2 separate regions of the Columba livia genome follow, and region 2 is linked to region 1. The links are chromatin contacts, called in public Hi-C maps. All regions are on one chromosome and are shown on one strand. The core of a region is the stretch at or near the end of the contact, and the rest is flanking DNA. Distances in the headings are between cores, read along the strand shown. Region 1 has its middle 28 kb from the start of TEAD1. Region 2 overlaps LOC110366091 (a long non-coding RNA gene).

Region 1 (4,604 bases), core at 1,577-4,076:
AGAACCTGTCTTCTGGGCCTCCTGTAAAGCCTGCTTCTGTGTTTTAAACAATCAAAGGGTGCTAAAATACCAAAACACGTTTTGGAGCTGAACCAAGACTACCATCATCTCTATTTTAATGCAAAATTCCTGTTGAGCTTGGGTCACTCACTCCTCTCTTCCAGGACTCTGCTGTTGAAACAGCCTCAAGAGAAAGTTTTCCTACCCACAGAGCCTGCAGCCTGAGTTGGGTTTGCATATCCTCAGGCAAAGCAAATAACAGGTTCATCCCCTTCTTCCTACCTGATCCCTAGTGAGCTCACAAGGGACGGTGAGCGCCATGTCATCTTCAAGCTTTTGTGTGTTACGAAAATGACAGACACAACTGCATTTTGTCTATAAAGCCAGACGAGGTTTCTTGGGCCTTCTCTGAGCACAAGTACTGAATTAAGTGCTACATCTCATGTTTGGATCCCAGTCAGATTAAAACTAGAACTACTCAGCCCCGCTGAGACTGGGTCAGCTTCGAACATGTGCCGGCATAAAATGCTGGGGATTTTTCAATGTAAAATCAAGGGTGAAATTTAGATGCCTTCAGGGGAAGGTGGTGCTCAAACAGATTTTCCAGGATTGCAACCTTGGTACCTGTACTCTGGGTGAAGAGCTGAAAATCTGCCTAGGGCCATGCACACACGTGGGCTGGGAGGGGAGAACTGGAAGAGTATCTTCTGCTTCCCTTCTGGACTTCCGTGTTGTGACATACTGCACAGACTGTTTCCTACTTGACTCGGTTTAATTTTATTGGGAATAAGCCTTAAAACATGCTTTAACTATTCCTCCCTCTCCCGGATGTTTGCATTGTTCCAGTTAGGTGGAAATTAATACTAAACTAGCATGTTGAGGCTCTCAAGTCTTCAGCTGTGACTAATGAGCCCCATCCACTGCTTAAGGCTTTTGATGCTGGGAGGAACGAACAGTGCTGACTGTAGTCATGTCTCTGAATGATTAGTCCATTGGATCACATGCCAAATTTATAACTGTTATGTTAGATGAACAGATGAGGTCTATTAAATTACATACAGGGGGGTGAGGGAAAATCACTGTGACCAGAACTTGCTGTTTTTTCTATTTTGTTTTTTTGTTTGGTTGGTTGGTTTTGTTTTTTTGTTTGTTTGTTTTAATGTAATTTTCCTTTTTGTTTCCCTAAGTAGCAGTACTTAAGTGCGGGGTAATACTGTGTTCCCATGCAGTCTGAAACTTGCAAGGTGCTGAGGACCATAGCCTCAATTCAGCAAAATAATGAATTAACTTGAAATATGTGAGAAAAGTCCTTGTGGTTTCTTTGAGTCTGTTTTACTTAGAAACGGATAAATATTCGTATCACCGTGGGAAGCCTCAGTCACATTTACACTGAGGCCTGCATTATATTGTCTTCACTTCCTATCACAATCCTATATAATCACACCCACAAAACCATTACTTTTAAGGTCTGGTTTCCTCAAAGGATCCCTTATAGCAACTGTGTAAATTAGCTCATAAAAGATATATGCTTCTTGTCCACTCTTGTATTCATTAAGAGTTTCACCTGTATGAGGGTTGAAAAACCAGTATAATTTATGTCTTCTCTTGAGAGGCCCTTGGAGATGAGATAACTAAATCAGCTGCAGAGCAGCAGAATGCTGCCGTCTGCCTTCAACCTTGGCACTAGGTTTTAGGCAGATAGAACTCAGGTGTGCTTGTTATTGCCGTTTGGTTTATAGCCATGCCCACGGGGTTTGTTGCACCAACAGTTCCATGAATTCGTGCCGTGATAACAGTCCTTGTCTTGAAAGGCTCACAGCCTTGCAGGAATGTGGGAGGAGGAAAGCGGTAAGTGAACCTCTCTAACTTTACACCGAAGATCATGAGAGGGATGGATTAGGAAGCAGGTTCCCCTTTCTGTACCCCGTCTGTGCCTTTAAGTTGTGGTGTGAAACAAGGAGCTGGAAAGGTAGCAGCGAGGCTTGTGTGGAATGCCAGTCCCCAGGGAAAAGGGGACCAGAGGAGTTCCAGAGGCTGTTGGCTTGAAGGATTACCACTTTTACCATGCTTCTTGGGGTGGAGATGTAGGTGCTCGGCAGCAGGCCACTGAGGCAAGCGAGCGTGTGGGTTTGTTAGGTTGCCTGGGGAAGAATTTTTCCCATTGAAGTGCTGCAGGACTATCAGCTAGGAGGAAATTGCCAGCGTTACATGCATGTGATTTAGACTTCCGTCTGTGTGGCAGTAGCTTAAACACTTTCATGTGCGTATTGTTACAATAATAAAGTATTGAAGGTGTCAGTCCTGGATTTCTGAGACTCCTGTACCTCCAGAGCTTTCTGAACTGTTTGTAGTGGCACTTGAATAGACAGAAAGGACATCATTAGAGCAGATCCGTATTCTTAATTGCATAAAAACCTTGTACGTCTGCTGTCTGAAACCAGCGCTCAGTTCAAACAGTGTCATAACCTCTAGCTCCATTTTTCCTGCGTTATCAGGACAAATTAACCCATTAGCTGCACAGACTCTATTGTGAGTCAGAGCTATATGACTCATATGAATAGAACACAGTTCTATTCTGGTTTTAATTAACTTGGCCTCCACCCAAATCCTCCTTACTAATGAAAGATACTAGATTAGCTGAAGTCTACAACACAGTTTTACGGTTTGTGCTAAACTTACGTGTTTATTCTTCTGAGATAATGATACAAAAAGAAGACTCCATGAATGCACTAACTTAAAAAGTAAGCGACAGAACTGCTTTATTTGACAGACTGTTAAAGTATTATAATTAGTCTTGTTTGTTTGTTTGCCTTGCAAACTCTAAGAGAACAAAAAAGGAAAGCACAACTCTAACCCATTGGGAAATTAGTCTCAGTCTTGATTCAGATAAGTGGAATACAAGTTTGTGGTGGTTACACTTCCAATGGAAGTGCAGTCTTAGGCAGCGCTTCCCCTTGTGATTTTCATAATTTTGCTGTCTGGGAACTCTTCTTTTTTCCTTCCTTTCTTTGTTTTTTTAACATAAAATGTAAAGATAGCGTTGGTCAGGATCCCTACCAGTATTTCTAATTGAGTCATCGTGCCTTCTCTTAACAAAGCAATACCAAAATCAAATAAACTCCTCAAGTATAAATTGCAGAGAGGGTAATACGAGCCCCTACTGAGTGTAGCCTATCAAAATGGAAGCAATACTAATTGTGTTTACACATTTTTTTAAAAGAATTAAAACAAAATCAAGAAAACAAAACCACCCCTCTCTGACCCTTATAGAAATCAAGGCCTGAATCTTACTTAACACTGAACTTTCTTCATGGCACCGCAGGGACTCTTAATGCAGATGAGAAGCAGGCATGGAGACGTTTGGTGGAGCCTTCCCACACCACCACTTTCTAAAGAAACAAGCTCAGAATAGAAGCAGAGGGTGAGGGGAAGAGAGAGAAATGTATCTTTGTGTGAACACTTTATATCTTGCAACATGCTCGTATAACACAATGAGGGTGGGCCAGCTGGCTGTAAAATAACTTAGACTGATAAATTAATCAGGAGTATGCTCTGCGTGCCACCAACTGTCCTGTGACTAATAAGTTCATTTTCTACTTGGGCAGGTTCCATGAGTTTACTTGTAGCCTGAAGAGTAGAGCTGGAGGAAAAAGGTCAGGTTTTAAGAGGGGCTTAGTTTGAGGGGCTCTGAAATGAAAACTTGCATGTGGACCACTACTTCCCAGACTCTGCAGTCCCACAGTTTAATTCCAGTTGCTCAGAGCACTTAATCAAGATCTGCCTTCAACTCTGCCTGCCGCCAGTTAGTCCTGATAAAGCCTTAACTCGCCTTCTCATTGCCTAAGTGGTGACATTAGGACTTCCATCAAAGCAAAGAAATTAGAAGCACGTAGCAGACTCAGCTTCATTTAGCCAGAGCTCCACGTCCAGGTTCAGAGATTTTTCTGCTTTGGAAGGTCATGGTTCTCCCATGCAAGAAAGATACTCTGGCAATGAATTTGCTACAATAAGCACTTCGCAATCACTGTGGAAAGTTACCAAGTTGGTAGGAAGCAGATTTAGGGCACAGATTTGTCTACTTGGTATTTTGAACAGTTACACTGCTTTTTAGGAACATACATATTCCTCAGTTTAAAGTTTTGAGTGTTAATTACTGAAATTTCATTGCTGATAACTGGACCTTGCTTTTCATTTTTCATTAGCCACAGTGGATTTTCTGTGCTCACATTGTTTGAGGTTGGATTACCAAAACTGTCTGGATTCCCGTTTCATGCTTACAATAGTGTCCCTCCATTGAACAGAGCTCATTTATATAAGCTACCAAGTATTGTATGATCTGCTGGGATGCAGAGCATGACATGGAGGTAGGATACTAATGGGCAAGTTTCTCTGAGTCAGCTCTGCCTCCTTTTGGGATATACGTACAAGGAAACGTGCGTCAAACCCCAGGATGTCCCTGTTACCATTTGTGCTCAGTAACAGAAAAGCTCCAGGGCTTGCCTTCACCTTGTGGTTAAGGAAGTTATGTGCAGTTGTACTACTAGAAGGGGCCTAGAAGCAGTTGTACCCCAAAGTGAGACAGTGGAGGGATCTTGCTGGGGCAG
Region 2 (4,480 bases), core at 1,399-3,898, 200 kb after region 1:
CAGACTTTCTGTTACTGAAACGCCACCCATCGGCCAAAGCCTGGGGCATGCTGAGAAATATGTTTAATATAGAAACATGACTGAGATGGACTCCCATTTCAACTCCTTGTGCCTTTTGCATTTCGGTTTCTATTCATATATGTATATATATAGTATCACAGCCTGAAAGAATCTATTTCTAAAAGTGTTTACTTTTTTGTTAGTAGCTTTGTTTTCAAGAGTTTCTATTAATGATGTAAACAGAGAGCCAGATTATGCTAAAGAGTGGCAAATAGATTATTTTTTTCAACTCTGTTAAACAAAAGTTTAAATGGAAGTTAAAAAGCACAAAGCAAAATTATGGCCATAGGACTGAAACAAAATGGAAAAGAGGTTCTACCAGCTTGCTCATGCAGGAAAAATATGGAGGAAGATTTTTAAATCCTGGCATAGGCTGTAGCTGTGCTCACCTGTGCACAGCCACGAGACAAGTGCAGTCTGATAACTACCACATCAGACTAGGGCTACGATACAGAGATCTGCTCTCATCTCTGCCACTGACCACCTGTGTGACCACGCACAAATCACTTCAGCTCAACATGCCTCAGAAATAAAGATACTCATCCCAGTGCACTGCTTTGTGATTGCCTGCTGGCTGCAGAGCAGAAGGCGAGGTAGGAGCTGACCTTTTAGCAGTGAAACAATTCACCTGGGCCACAGAAGACTCATAAGACAGCTACAGCATCCAACAAACTAAGGACACAGGGCTAAAAGATCTGTACATCTTATTCGCTGTTGCTGGCATTATCAGTCTTTGTTCACTTGTCATTTTATGTGTTTCCATGGCTAAGAGGAATCCGAATCTACATAGATTTAAAATGCTTTCTATACAGACACACAGTCACTGGCCAAGCAACCAAAGCTACTTAGTAACTACATATCACCTCTCGCAATGGGATAGGAATCAATACAGGCTCTGTCCTTCTCAGATTTCTGTTTGACCAGACCATCAGATATAGAACCAGACTAGAACACACAGTTGGCAGCCACTGCCACCTCCCACGAGAGAGCAGCTTGAGAGAAGCCCAGCTGAGAGCAGTTTTCTTCACTTATGCTCCTTTTGTTTTTTAAGAGCTAATAAGGACATGTTTTGCTTCGAACTGGGGCTGTGGAATAGCCACACTCTAAGTCAAAGGACATGAGTTGCTGCTACCATGTGGCATAGGAACAAGAGGTGAAGCAACAACCATGAGTGCTGAGAACACTCTGAGTATAAATCTCCACCATACCCAGGCTGCCTAGAGATCACCAGAAGGCTCAGTTACACTGGCTCTACGATCCTCAAACTAATTTGTCACTGTGGTCCTCGGTGGATCTCTGAGTTGTATTGCTGTGCAGAAATACGATCATGTGCAGTGAGTCTGATTAGTTCTGACTGCATCATATCTACTCTGCAAGCACTGACCATCTGTGCAGCAACTGCCCAATAAATCCAAGGCTGCATCAGACCCTCTGGTGTTGGTGCACACATTTGCAGTGCTTGGCCAATACCTCTGGCTGACTGGCTGATCACTCAAAACTACTGTTTCACACACTCTGTTGTAACGAAATCCCAGGCAAACAGCCTCAATCCTCAAACTTGGCCTAGAAAACAGCCATGCTAGGGAAAACCTTCTGGGAATGAATGGAGGCAGCCTGGGAAATCTGTGCTCCCTATCCTCACAGTTATTAGCTTGTCTCATGCTTCCCAGTATCAGAGATAGTGGAAAACTACCCCAGGGATCCAGACTGAAAAGCAGTTAGACTTTCAGTTTAAAATTACGCCACTGGAAGAAATGTCACATCCAAAGCGTCTGATAAGGTGGTAAACAAAGAGGTAATTTCTGAATTTCCTGGAATAAGGGAGAGCAGAATCTGGCCCCTTCACTTTTGTTCCCTTTAGCAGATACAACCCCTTCGCCGTAGGTCCCTCTCCAGCGCAGTGACCGGAGAGCTGAGCGCGGCTGCCCAGCTCAGCGCGGCCGGGGAGCGGATCGGGGAGCGGATCGGGGAGCGGATCGGGGAGCGGATCGGGGAGCGGATCGGGGAGCGGATCGGGGAGCGGATCGGGGAGCGGATCGGGGAGCGGATCGGGGAGCGGAGCGATCACACCGCGCAGCTCCCGCCCCTCCGCGGCCCCGCAGCGCCACCCAGCGGACCCGACCCGGCAGCGGCTGCCGGCGGCTCCCCGCACTGTTTCGGGGGCGGGCGGGCGTGCACCAAACCCCGGCAAACACAGGCCGGGGGTCCTGCCGGGGGGGGAGCCGGTCCTCCCCAGCTCTTTCCCGATCCTGGCTCCTCGCTTGCCCGTTGGCGAGGCCGATCGGCGCGCTGCTTTGCTTGCCCCGCATCTGCTCCACACTGTAGAAGCGTTCCTCAAGGTCTGCAAGGGAGCTGCCATCACTGGGAATGTCTAAATTGCACTCAGAAACTTCTCTAATAAATGTGTTCTCACTGACGTACAGGGTGAGCACGAAGCAGGGATTAAACCAGGGAAATTCCACAATTTATAACATACAGGAAATCAAATTAGACTATCACTGTATCATCTTCAGGCCTTAAACCCGTGAATCTGCTGTCAGGTTAATAGCTTCTCTGCCTCCCCTCATGAGAGTAAAAACATCCCTGAGTGGCGAAAGGCCTGTTTTTAAGTGCTCAGTATCTTTATTGCACAAGACACCATACCTGCTGGCCATCTTCCTCAGTTCTCATCTGCCTGGCACCTGGTACAAATTACACCGCTACGAGAGGCAGTTAACAGACTCCCTAGAAGCACGGTTGTGCTTCATCAGGCAGGAGGCATCTCCATGTGCCAGTGCTTTTCTGCCCCCAAAAAAGCCACCACATCCAGTAGCATCATTTGTGTTGAGTGTAAGATGCAGCCAATACATGATCGGGTTAGTGCAAGCTATTTGCCCAGCCAGTGAGCAGAAAGCACCGTGAAGTAACATTGTGCTGCTAAATCTGTGATGCATCAGTGTGTAATGGAGCTCAGAGCCGCAGGCAGTGCCAAGGCAGACTCTGACTTCACCACGGTTTCACTGAAAACAGATGAATGCAGTATTGTCAACTTCAGCCAGCCAGAAACCATGTCACGCACTCAAAAATCACACAATGAAGTTTTTAGAAAGAACAATTTCAAGCAAAATTTTGCTTTTACCGTTTGGTGTTTCCTATCTGTTGTACTTAAGAGAATGGACAACATCCCTTTTTATATTTATATTCATAGGACCTCTACACATCTCACACAACACCCCAGGTCTGGCTGTTAGGCCAGCACTAAATATTGAGCCATATCATAAAACTGTGGGAATTGTCAGCACTGAATAGAGTGCACATTAAGAGAGACAAATAACCCCATGCAGGCAGACACAAATAACCCCCTTTCTTCACTGGACGGCAGCCAGTTTATTGGCGAGTGCCTCTTCCAAGCTCTACTCTCAGTGCTGAGAGCCAGAGCAATATTCATAGTATGTCAATGCAACCAATACAGCTAGAGCATTTAAAAGGAGACAGCACATTTACTTGACTGTGTGAAGAGTTCGGGGCTCATATATTTATGCAATATAGACAACTAATTTTTATTTGTTTACTCTCTTCAGGATTTGCGCCTGGCTATTTCAACAGGCACTCCTGGAGGCTGGAGGGCTGGATTGTTATTGTACATAGAAACCTTGAGCTAGCTAAGAGTCAGAAAAAGCCCTGAGTAATTGTTCTGAATGTTCAAAACACAGTCCACCTAGTGAAAAGGCTGCATCATGTCTTCCACAAAAGGAAAAACTACCTGGTAGCATAAATTGCATGTTTGCTGTAGAAAAACAAAATCCAAACTGGTATAATACAAAGACTAGTCCTGAACATGTCATCTCTTTATCTGCTCCCAGCTATCAGTATTGTAAATTGGCTTAAGCAACCACACCTCATTCTCTCACTTAGATCTCCTCTCATCTGTGTTTCATCTGTAGATGCACTTACTAAAGCTAGGTGAAAACACACCTTTTCAGTGCCTCCCACTAGAGTAAAAATCTCATTAACAACGTTGTGACAACAACAATTTGCACAGACTACCTTTTCCAGGCACAGAGGAAGGCTGGCAAAAGGGTAAGGCAAACAGTTATCCTGGGGTAACCACTGGCTAGAGACAAAAGCTGAGCTCAGCTGCCAAGCTGTGAATTGGTACAAACAAACTCAAAGTAGGCTGTTGAAGTTTGGCAGTTAAAAATTGCAAATGGACAGTTAGGAGATTCCAATATAGATTTCCTATGCTGCAACTACTTGCCAGAAGAGCCCATTCTCCTAAAGTCCACCCTCAAAGGACAGCTGGAAGAGGCCTCACCATCTGGAGAAATTGTCCATGATTTTATGTGACATAGAAAAGCAAAGCAAACAGCCTGGCAAATGTTAGCCCGCCATCACACTAATTCCCATTTGTTTTCCCTTTTGACTCTCGTGGAGCTGCATA

What was found. A called contact is a pair of places that touch in the nucleus more often than the background predicts.
Region 2: a Hi-C map of crop shows a contact between it and region 1, with 4 times the contacts expected there. The contact joins two enhancer-like sites. A contact is called at or near these places in 2 of 2 Hi-C or Micro-C datasets (crop and liver).

The regions. Positions count from the first base shown.
Region 1 is chr5:59,146,960-59,151,563 of bColLiv1.pat.W.v2, forward strand. No RefSeq gene overlaps it. Among named protein-coding and RNA genes, the nearest start is that of TEAD1, 28 kb to the right of the region's middle. Within about 2 kb of position 2,827, at least 1 of the 3 cell types and tissues checked has an H3K27ac peak away from gene starts, as active enhancers do.
Region 2 is chr5:59,351,128-59,355,607 of bColLiv1.pat.W.v2, forward strand. The region is part of intron 9 of LOC110366091 (a long non-coding RNA gene); the gene reads right to left. Among named protein-coding and RNA genes, the nearest start is that of RASSF10, 30 kb to the right of the region's middle. Within about 2 kb of position 2,649, at least 1 of the 3 cell types and tissues checked has an H3K27ac peak away from gene starts, as active enhancers do.